2 separate regions of the Mus musculus genome follow, and region 1 is linked to region 2. Evidence: chromatin contacts called from public HiChIP or PLAC-seq data. All regions are on one chromosome and are shown on one strand. Each heading gives the region's core, a stretch centred on a gene start, on an enhancer-like site or on the middle of the called end of the contact. The rest is flanking DNA. Distances are from core to core; before and after follow the strand shown.

The links. HiChIP or PLAC-seq counts read pairs in DNA pulled down with a chosen protein or histone mark.
Region 1: a CTCF HiChIP or PLAC-seq map of the NIH/3T3 cell line shows a contact between it and region 2, with 18 read pairs. The contact joins the enhancer-like site here to the promoter of Lurap1l in region 2. A contact is called at or near these places in 2 of 15 datasets of contacts at CTCF or cohesin (both in the NIH/3T3 cell line), 1 of 484 Hi-C or Micro-C datasets (cerebral cortex), 4 of 115 datasets of contacts at active chromatin or transcription factors (the NIH/3T3 cell line, embryonic forebrain, fibro-adipogenic progenitors and 1 more) and 1 of 9 other capture datasets (adipose tissue).

What each region holds. Positions count from the first base shown.
Region 1 is chr4:81,057,639-81,061,434 of GRCm38.p6, forward strand. No RefSeq gene overlaps it. Among named protein-coding and RNA genes, the nearest start is that of Lurap1l, 150 kb to the left of the region's middle. Within about 2 kb of position 1,968, at least 45 of the 459 cell types and tissues checked have an H3K27ac peak or open chromatin away from gene starts, as enhancers often do. A contact at or near this core is called in the NIH/3T3 cell line, adipose tissue and fibro-adipogenic progenitors, where this site is marked.
Region 2 is chr4:80,908,465-80,912,555 of GRCm38.p6, forward strand. It overlaps Lurap1l (leucine rich adaptor protein 1-like), which reads left to right and starts at 2,222. Exons shown (of 2, transcript NM_026821.5): 1 at 2,222-3,181. The coding sequence starts at 2,891.

The DNA.
Region 1 (3,796 bases), core at 718-3,217, 150 kb after region 2:
AAGAACCTAATAAAAGAACAATAATGTGAACTCATCTTCAAAACTCAGCAGTAATGCAGGAAGAAACAAACCAGCCTATTTTTAAGGCAGACACAAATAAACATTATGTGTTTTCTTTTTTGCTTTGTACCCAGGGTTACAGAGCTTCTTGTTTTTTTGTTTTTTTGTTTTTTTCACAAATCTCCAAGGATCATATTTTTGGGACTTCTAATATCAGTCCTCTGATATTATAAATTCTGGGTCTAGTAACATAGCTACAGTAGTAGCTACAGTTTCCACCTATCTTCTCACTGTGATCCACTTCTATCACCAAGACAGACTTCCAGCTTCCACATAATCAGGAGCAAGAGGCCTGCGGAGGAAAGTGTTCAAATACTGTTTCAGTACACATTTGCTCAGACAATATGCCATGTTCCTCCTTCATGAATGTTATACCCATAAGTTCTGTGAACAATATTGTAAAGTATGTAAATATTTATCTAAATTTTATTGGCAAGGGAATTACACAATAATGTTATTTAAGCCTTTCCATTCAATTCAAGAAACCTTTACTGTGTATTGACTATTTTTAAAGCAACGCAGATGGCATTGAAAATTCAGGGAATATGGTGCAGTACCTGCCCACAGTTTGTCTCTGCGCTCTAGAGAACCCAAAACAAGGGGATACTGAATGGAAGCTATTGCATGATAAGGCTTGGTTGCACAAGCATGAGAAAGCACAGATGATGTCTAGTTCCTTCTAGGGCTAGGAAGACTTAAGAATGGAGAAATGTCCAGCTGGACAGCAGAGTCTGGCCAGAAATTTAGTCTCAGGGAGAAGAGCCAATCAGATTACACCAACCTCTGGATTCCTTAAGCATGTTTAATCAAATGAGCTATTTCCATGATGCACAGTCTTTCTCTCTCTCTCCATGACTCCAAATATCACAAAAGTGCTGGGCCATGCTCAAGACCCTTAGTGCTCAAGGAAGGTACTACAGTACTGCTCCTGGTGCTGAGTTCCACCATTTTGGACAAAAGTTTCTGTGTGTTCCTAACTTAAGGATCCTGAACACCTACCTTCTTTGCACTGAGCAGCATCTTCTATGTATCTCCATAGACTTATGATAGATGAAGCCGACTTTACCTTCTGTCATCTGATAGTTATTTTTACCCACTTAGAAGGCTTAAGTGTATTCTCTAAAATGCTGGGGGAATAATGTGCTAGTGGAAAAGATGATTTCAATATTCGGGGGAAAGTACAGTTTTTGCTGCCAACTGGATCCCCTAATAAAACTGGAAAGCAAAGCAGTTGGCTGAGAAGCCAGGTGAGAACACTTGGGGGAAGCCAGGCCCCATCGGAGCCTCCTGTGAGTCTGGCACAGAGCTGTGTTGCCAGGACCCGCATGTGCATCTCTGGCTCACAGGAAGCCACACATGCTTTTGGAGAAAGCCAACGGAAAAAGAGCAAGGAACATTTGACAGCATTTGCATTCCTAGTCTCTGGATTTTGCAGGCTTAGTTCCATTATTTGGACTTAAAGTCTGGGTTGTGGTAATTCTTAAGCGCAGTCACCAGTGTTGATCACATGCTATCATCAAGTGAAACATGTTTTAAAGTAAAATGAGATATTAATGAAAATGAATCCAAATGCTTAATATGCCTGAGGTTTAAGGCATAGTGCAATCCTGTCAGTTTATTTCAATTTGGTGAACAAATCTTAACAGATTTTTCAATACTGTGCAAGCAAAATATTGATCGAGAGGAACATGCTCTTCTCAGATGTGAGGGTCGTGAGCACTGTACTTCTGACTGCTGTGTTCCTCAGCCCAGGGCCCAGACACTGAGGGGAAAATCTGCTTGGATGTACCAGCATTTGGTGCTGAAGTATGAGTTCCCAGCCTTGATGCCTGGAGTGTACAGATCAGAGCTGGGAAGACAGCCTGCATTCAAGTTAGAAGCGGGTGGCAGTCATGACTGGGGAATGTAAGGACAAGAAGCCAAAGAAAACAGAATGCTCAGACAGCCAATAAAGATGAAGGTCTAAGTAGACAGGGAAGGAAGGACTGCTGGGGTGAAGAACAAATGTTTGATTTTAATGCAGCTTCAGTACTTGGGTGGATTCACTGAGTGCTTATAGCTACAAGCAACAAAATTACTCTGCTAACTGTGATTTAAGCCCCAGGCTCACATGACACAAACTCTTGGCCTAGGCAGAAATCTTCACTGGCTTAGCTTTCTGCCTCTGCAGGGCTCCAGGTCCACATCGCCAATGGCCCTCTAGACATTCTTCTGATGGCTGTAGATGACTAGAGCCACAAGCCTTGTCAGCACATGATTGTGCTCAAAACCAGCAACTGCCCAGGACACAAAAAGCACCTGTAGTTCCCTTAAGTTGGGGAAGATGAAAACTTCTCCCAGAAATATATAGCTCGCCTACTAGATCAGGATCTCTGGTGACACTGGAGCTTTACTTGCATTGACCCCTTGCTCACTGCTCACTATCATTATCATCCTGCCTGGGAATGCATGAAAAGCTGACTATGACCATGAGAATGGAGGGCTCAGAGAGGATGCTAATAATAAACCCGTTCCTTCTGTGGTGGGGTTATGGTCTCACACCCTCTCCTATTCCTGTTCCTCTGGGAAACAGGATTGAGCTACAGCAGATTTTGTGGGTTGGATCTCATGTGGAGAGCTGAACCGCATCTAGGAAAATTTTTCCCACCGGGATCAATTAGGTAAGAATACTTGGCAGAAATGTATCCAGAATGTCCAAAAGCAATGAGGCCAAAATCTATAGTTGGGAAATATTTTAAGGATAATTTCCCATAATTGAGACTAGATCCCAATTGAGAATATTAACCAGTGTGAAGGATGTGGTAGATTAGATCAAGTGGTTAGTAAAATGTTTTAATAGTTTTTTTTCCTTAATGACAATATGTAAGACAGCATTCTACCTAATTCTCATAATTAATTTAATATTCACGTATTGTTTCACTTAAATTCTGAAACTCTGAAATGGACAGTACAGATGGCCCTGGTAGCAGGTGAGAAAACTGCTATCTGTTAGAAATCTGTTAGAATCTTCCCAGTGTCACATGAGCAGCAAGTCATGGAGCTAAGACTCAATGCAGGAAACAGATTTCACCAATCATAACTTTGTTCCAGTATTCAGGGAATCAGAAATTCTAGAGTACTGATGGGGGACCTTGATCATTATGGTCATTGTGCTATTGAGTGTTTTGAAAAGCCAACCATCTTCAGGTGGTCAGTTGTCATTCTTCTGTTGTTAGAATGGATGTGAAACATCTAAATATTTTAGTATCTATCTTAAAGTAGCAGGATCAGGAAAGCACATTCACATTACATGTACTAAATACAGATAGAATTTTAAACTAGGACATTTTTATAATTTTCCAGAAGTCTTAGGTATGACTCCTAATGTGAATAACATGAGGGGCTGCCCTGCCATTCCACCAAGAGATGGGTAGGTAGCGGTTTCTATCCAGTCACCACTTGTGGCATTTGGAGACACAGGAAAGTGAACCTCCCACTCTCAGTAGGAAGCGGAAATAACCTTGATCCAAAGAACAAGATGAAGCTGGGAAAGAGATAAATTTGGTCTCATTTATATGGTCTCACATTCATCATTGCTGATTAGCCTTACTCAGTGGAGAAATGCTTGGGTCAGTGGAGGTAGGACAGCAGCCTACAAGCCAAGAAAAAATATGAAATGAGCAGAGGGATGAGAGTGAGGGCTATGCTCTAGGAGACTGGCACTAGCATAGCAGTGCTTCGAGAAGATGAGTTAGTC
Region 2 (4,091 bases), core at 972-3,471:
ACTTAAAAAATCCAATTTTCAGAAATTTGGAATGAGAAATATCATCATATCAAACCACAGAGAAGAAAAGTCTACCATATTCTATTTTAGGCCTAGTAAGGATTATAGTTCTAAATTGTTCCCCAAACTGGCATTCAAAACATTTCCATTTTAAACAAATATATCATAAGACATCATAAAGAACACTTTAAAAACAACATAACGAAGATTTTCTTTAAATGCTTAAATGTGTTTTACATTTCACAAGAACAAAATGTTAACTATATGCAATCTACTTGTTTGTTTGTTTCCAAACAGGATTTCTTAGTGTATATCCGGCAGTCCTGGAATTTGCTCTGGAGACCAGGCTGGCCTCCAGCTCCAAGATCTTCCTGCCTCTCCCTCCTGAGTGCTGGGATTTAAGGGATCTTCCTCCACCACCCGGCCATCATACTCTTTTTATTATAAGGTCAACTTCTGTCTTAGTTACAGATAGGCACTTCACTGATGATAACTGGAAAATGACTTGTCCAACGAAGATCTAACTAGGTATTGAATCCTTGGGGTTTACTTTGCATTCAGCTCTGAATTGGACTTTGTACAGTTTATAATAAAAAGCTGTCCGTGACTCAAATGAGAAGCGTCCATAATTACATGCCACAGTGCAATCCTCATGCAATGAACTTGTGGTTTGCCAGCTTTCAAACAATGCATGCAGTTTTATGGGAGAGTTGCGATTTAAGTTGGTCCCTCTTTGATTCCATAAATGGTAGTTCTGATTTTGAAATGAGCCACCTAACTTACAACATTTAATTTTTTTTTCCTTTTTTCCTTTTAAAAACAGTTTTAACACATGCAAAGGTCTGGCTTATTGACAAGACAATTTCAGCAACGTTTTCCCTGCCATGAGATATTTCCTTCAGAAAGTCTCTGCTTTTTCTCCTTTTAAGGTTTCTTGGATGTGAAGATGACATGAACAAACTCCAAACTCCATTTATCTATGTTGTTTGGAATGGAAAAGCTGAATGGGAAAGGAGGCCAGAGGAACAGAGGACACAAATGAGTAGGTCCCAGACAAAAAGTATTGGAAATACTTCAATGGAAACCTAAAATTATAGTTTGGTGGGTTGAAAATACTATTCTCAACTCTCACTGACACAAATACAATGTTCAAGCAATCTTATAATCTATGTACTTGTTGCTGATTTACTTGGTAGATGTATTCTAGATTAATGGTTTACAAAGTTGTGGTTCTTCCTAAATAGCAGCAAATTATATAGAAATTATCAAAGAAAACAAGTATGATTTCACTAGTTACTCTCAGAGTTTTTCTTCCATAATTAAAGAGGAATGCTTCAGCAATTTCTTCCATTTAAAATTCTCCTGCCCCCTCAGTATTTATATATATATATACAAACACATACATGCTCTGGTTATTCTGTTCTTCATTTCTGCTTGGGGTAGTATGCTGGAATATTGGCAACACAATTATATCTTCTTGTACATTTTCACTGAACCATTTTTTTCTTAAAATTTTTATTGTTTAAATGCATTTTTTTTTTAATTTTTGAGACAGGGTTTCTCTGTATAGATGTAGCTGTCTTGGAACTCACTCTGTAGACCAGGCTGGCCTCGAACTCAGAAATCCACTTGCCTCTGCCTCTGCCTCTGCCTCTGCCTCTGCCTCTGCCTCTGCCTCTGCCTCTGCCTCTGCCTCTGCCTCTGCCTCTAAGTGCTGGGATTAAAGGCGTGTGCCACCACTGCACGGCTTAAATGCATTTTTTAACATCAAACACATTAATAATACTGAATATTTTGCGAATCAAATAGTACATAAAAATTTGTTCAACTTCACTGAACTATTTATCGATTGAATTTCTCCGTTCTTTGTGGAGTTATTGGGCAAGAATTCTAATGCTATGTGTAATTGGCTTTTAGGAAAGTTGGGGGGGGGGGTGGAAAACGACATAAAATTTAGCCATTCTTCTGCCTCTAATGTTAAAAATGTGTTCTACAGGTTGTAGCTGTCAGGGGACTTCAGCAGGGCAACTTTTAACTTAGTAACCTAATATGGGTATGCTCAGCTGAGGCAGGATTTGCATTTCAGTTTCTTAACATCAGGGTTGGGAAGATTTTGCTGCCCTTCTTGTCTGTGACATACGGTACAGGGGTTGGCTCTGCTTTGGTCCACCTGCCAGTCGAGTTTAAAGTTTCCGAGGCTCGGAGGAACACAATGACTTGGATGAGACCGACTAAAAGGAAAGGACACTGCTGCAGCAACCAGGAAGCCCTTGAACCCCAGCTAAGCTAACCGTGTCTTTTTCTTTTTTCTTTCTAAAATGCGCCTACACCGCCTACACACAGGACGAACCCACTTCTTTCATTGATCAGATTTTTTTTTTTTTTTCCTGACCGTCTAAGATAGTCTGATCCTTGGCGACATATGGCTGGAAAATGAAACGACCCGGGAGTGTGGCCACCTCGTTATTCTGTGTGGTGTAATACCAGATGGGCACCGTGAACCGCGCTGGGATGTGAATGGACAGTTTGAAATGGGAATTTCCCCGCATCGAGCAGGTTCCATTTCTCTCTTGGGTCTCTCGGTATAACGTACTAGCTTTTGCCCTTCTTCTCTGCAGTATCAATTAACTCAACTTGGCGGTGGAGTGGCCAGCTAGGAAAGGAATGAAGCGATCTGGCTAATCTTGCTGGCTGTGGAGCGGCAGAGCCTGAAACTGCAGCCGGGTGCAGATCTGCCGACTGCGCCCGGGGCATGGAGCGCACGGGCGACCGCGGGGACTCAGGCCCGGCCAGAGGAGCCCAGTACTGAGCTCCGGAGTCCGCCAGGCCGCCGCCGCCGCCTCCTCGCGCCCTCTGCCTTTACTGTCAGTGTCGCCCCTCGCAAAGAGTCATGGAAGACAGCCCGCTGCCAGACCTCAGAGACATCGAGCTGAAGCTGGGGCGCAAAGTGCCCGAGAGCCTAGCGCGCTCGCTGCGCGGGGAGGAGCTGGCGCCTCGGGAAGGGGCTGCGGACCCCAGCGGGGTTGGTGGGAGCTGCAGCAGCAGCAGTAGCTGCAGCAGCTTTGCGCCCTCCGTGTCCTCCTCGTCGTCATCCTCCCCTGCCTCTGGCTCTCCACGACGTAGCCACCCCAGCGCCCTGGAGAGGTTAGAGACCAAACTGCACATCCTCAGACAGGAGATGGTGAGTGTGATGCGTCAGAGGCGACTTGGGGACCCGGGGCCTGGGACCCGAGAGGGTGGCACAGGAGCGGGGGGGGGGGGGGGGGGAGAAGCTGGGAGGAGGTGTGCGGGAGCGCGCCTCTGGACTCGGCTACAGCTAAGCTTGAACCCTGAGGACTTTGCTCGGTCACGGGGTGCCCTGGCAGCTCATTCGGCTCTACTTTCTGATAGAGCTACTCCCTGCGCACCACTCTGCAGCTGCCAGCCGCGGATTCTCCCGCACTAGCCTGCTAAAGGCCGGCAGTTACTGCGCGGATCTGGGCCTGCTGTGAGCCGTTTATGTTTTGCCTTGGTTCAAAGGGTGGTTTAGTCCAATGCACTTAGCGCAGAAATGCCTCCCAGCTGGCCGGGAGGTGGCGCGGCGGGGTCCTTGCAGCCTGCTGTAGTTTGCTCTCCTCCACCCTCCCCTTGCAGCAGCTGCAGCTGTCCCAAGGCCACTGTTCAGTAGATTCGCCACAGCTGGTTCTGAAAACAATGGCTCCTCGCCCTTGATGTGCTTGTGAATGGCTTGTTTCACTGTTTTGATCCTGGAGAGCAGGTGACCCCAGCCCAGGGATTTGCTAATGACTGCCTCCTACCCTTTCCTCTAGTTCTCAATCAGCACTTGTTTTCTCTACCATTTCTGTGAACCTCGGATTAGGACAATGGGTCAAGTAGGTCTAAGACTCGTTATTCCGGATGTGTTTACACTAAAGCATTCATTCATTTGCCTTGAGCTCTTGGGCGAGTCTTGGCCTTTACAGATCTCAGTTTGTGATCTTTACAATGATGAGCTGATTGGAAGAAATTATCTCTTTCTAAGCCTTTTGAAGCAAATGGCCACAAACCAATTACATTTTCTACCAACTTAGAGAGGAGGAAAATTTCAACAG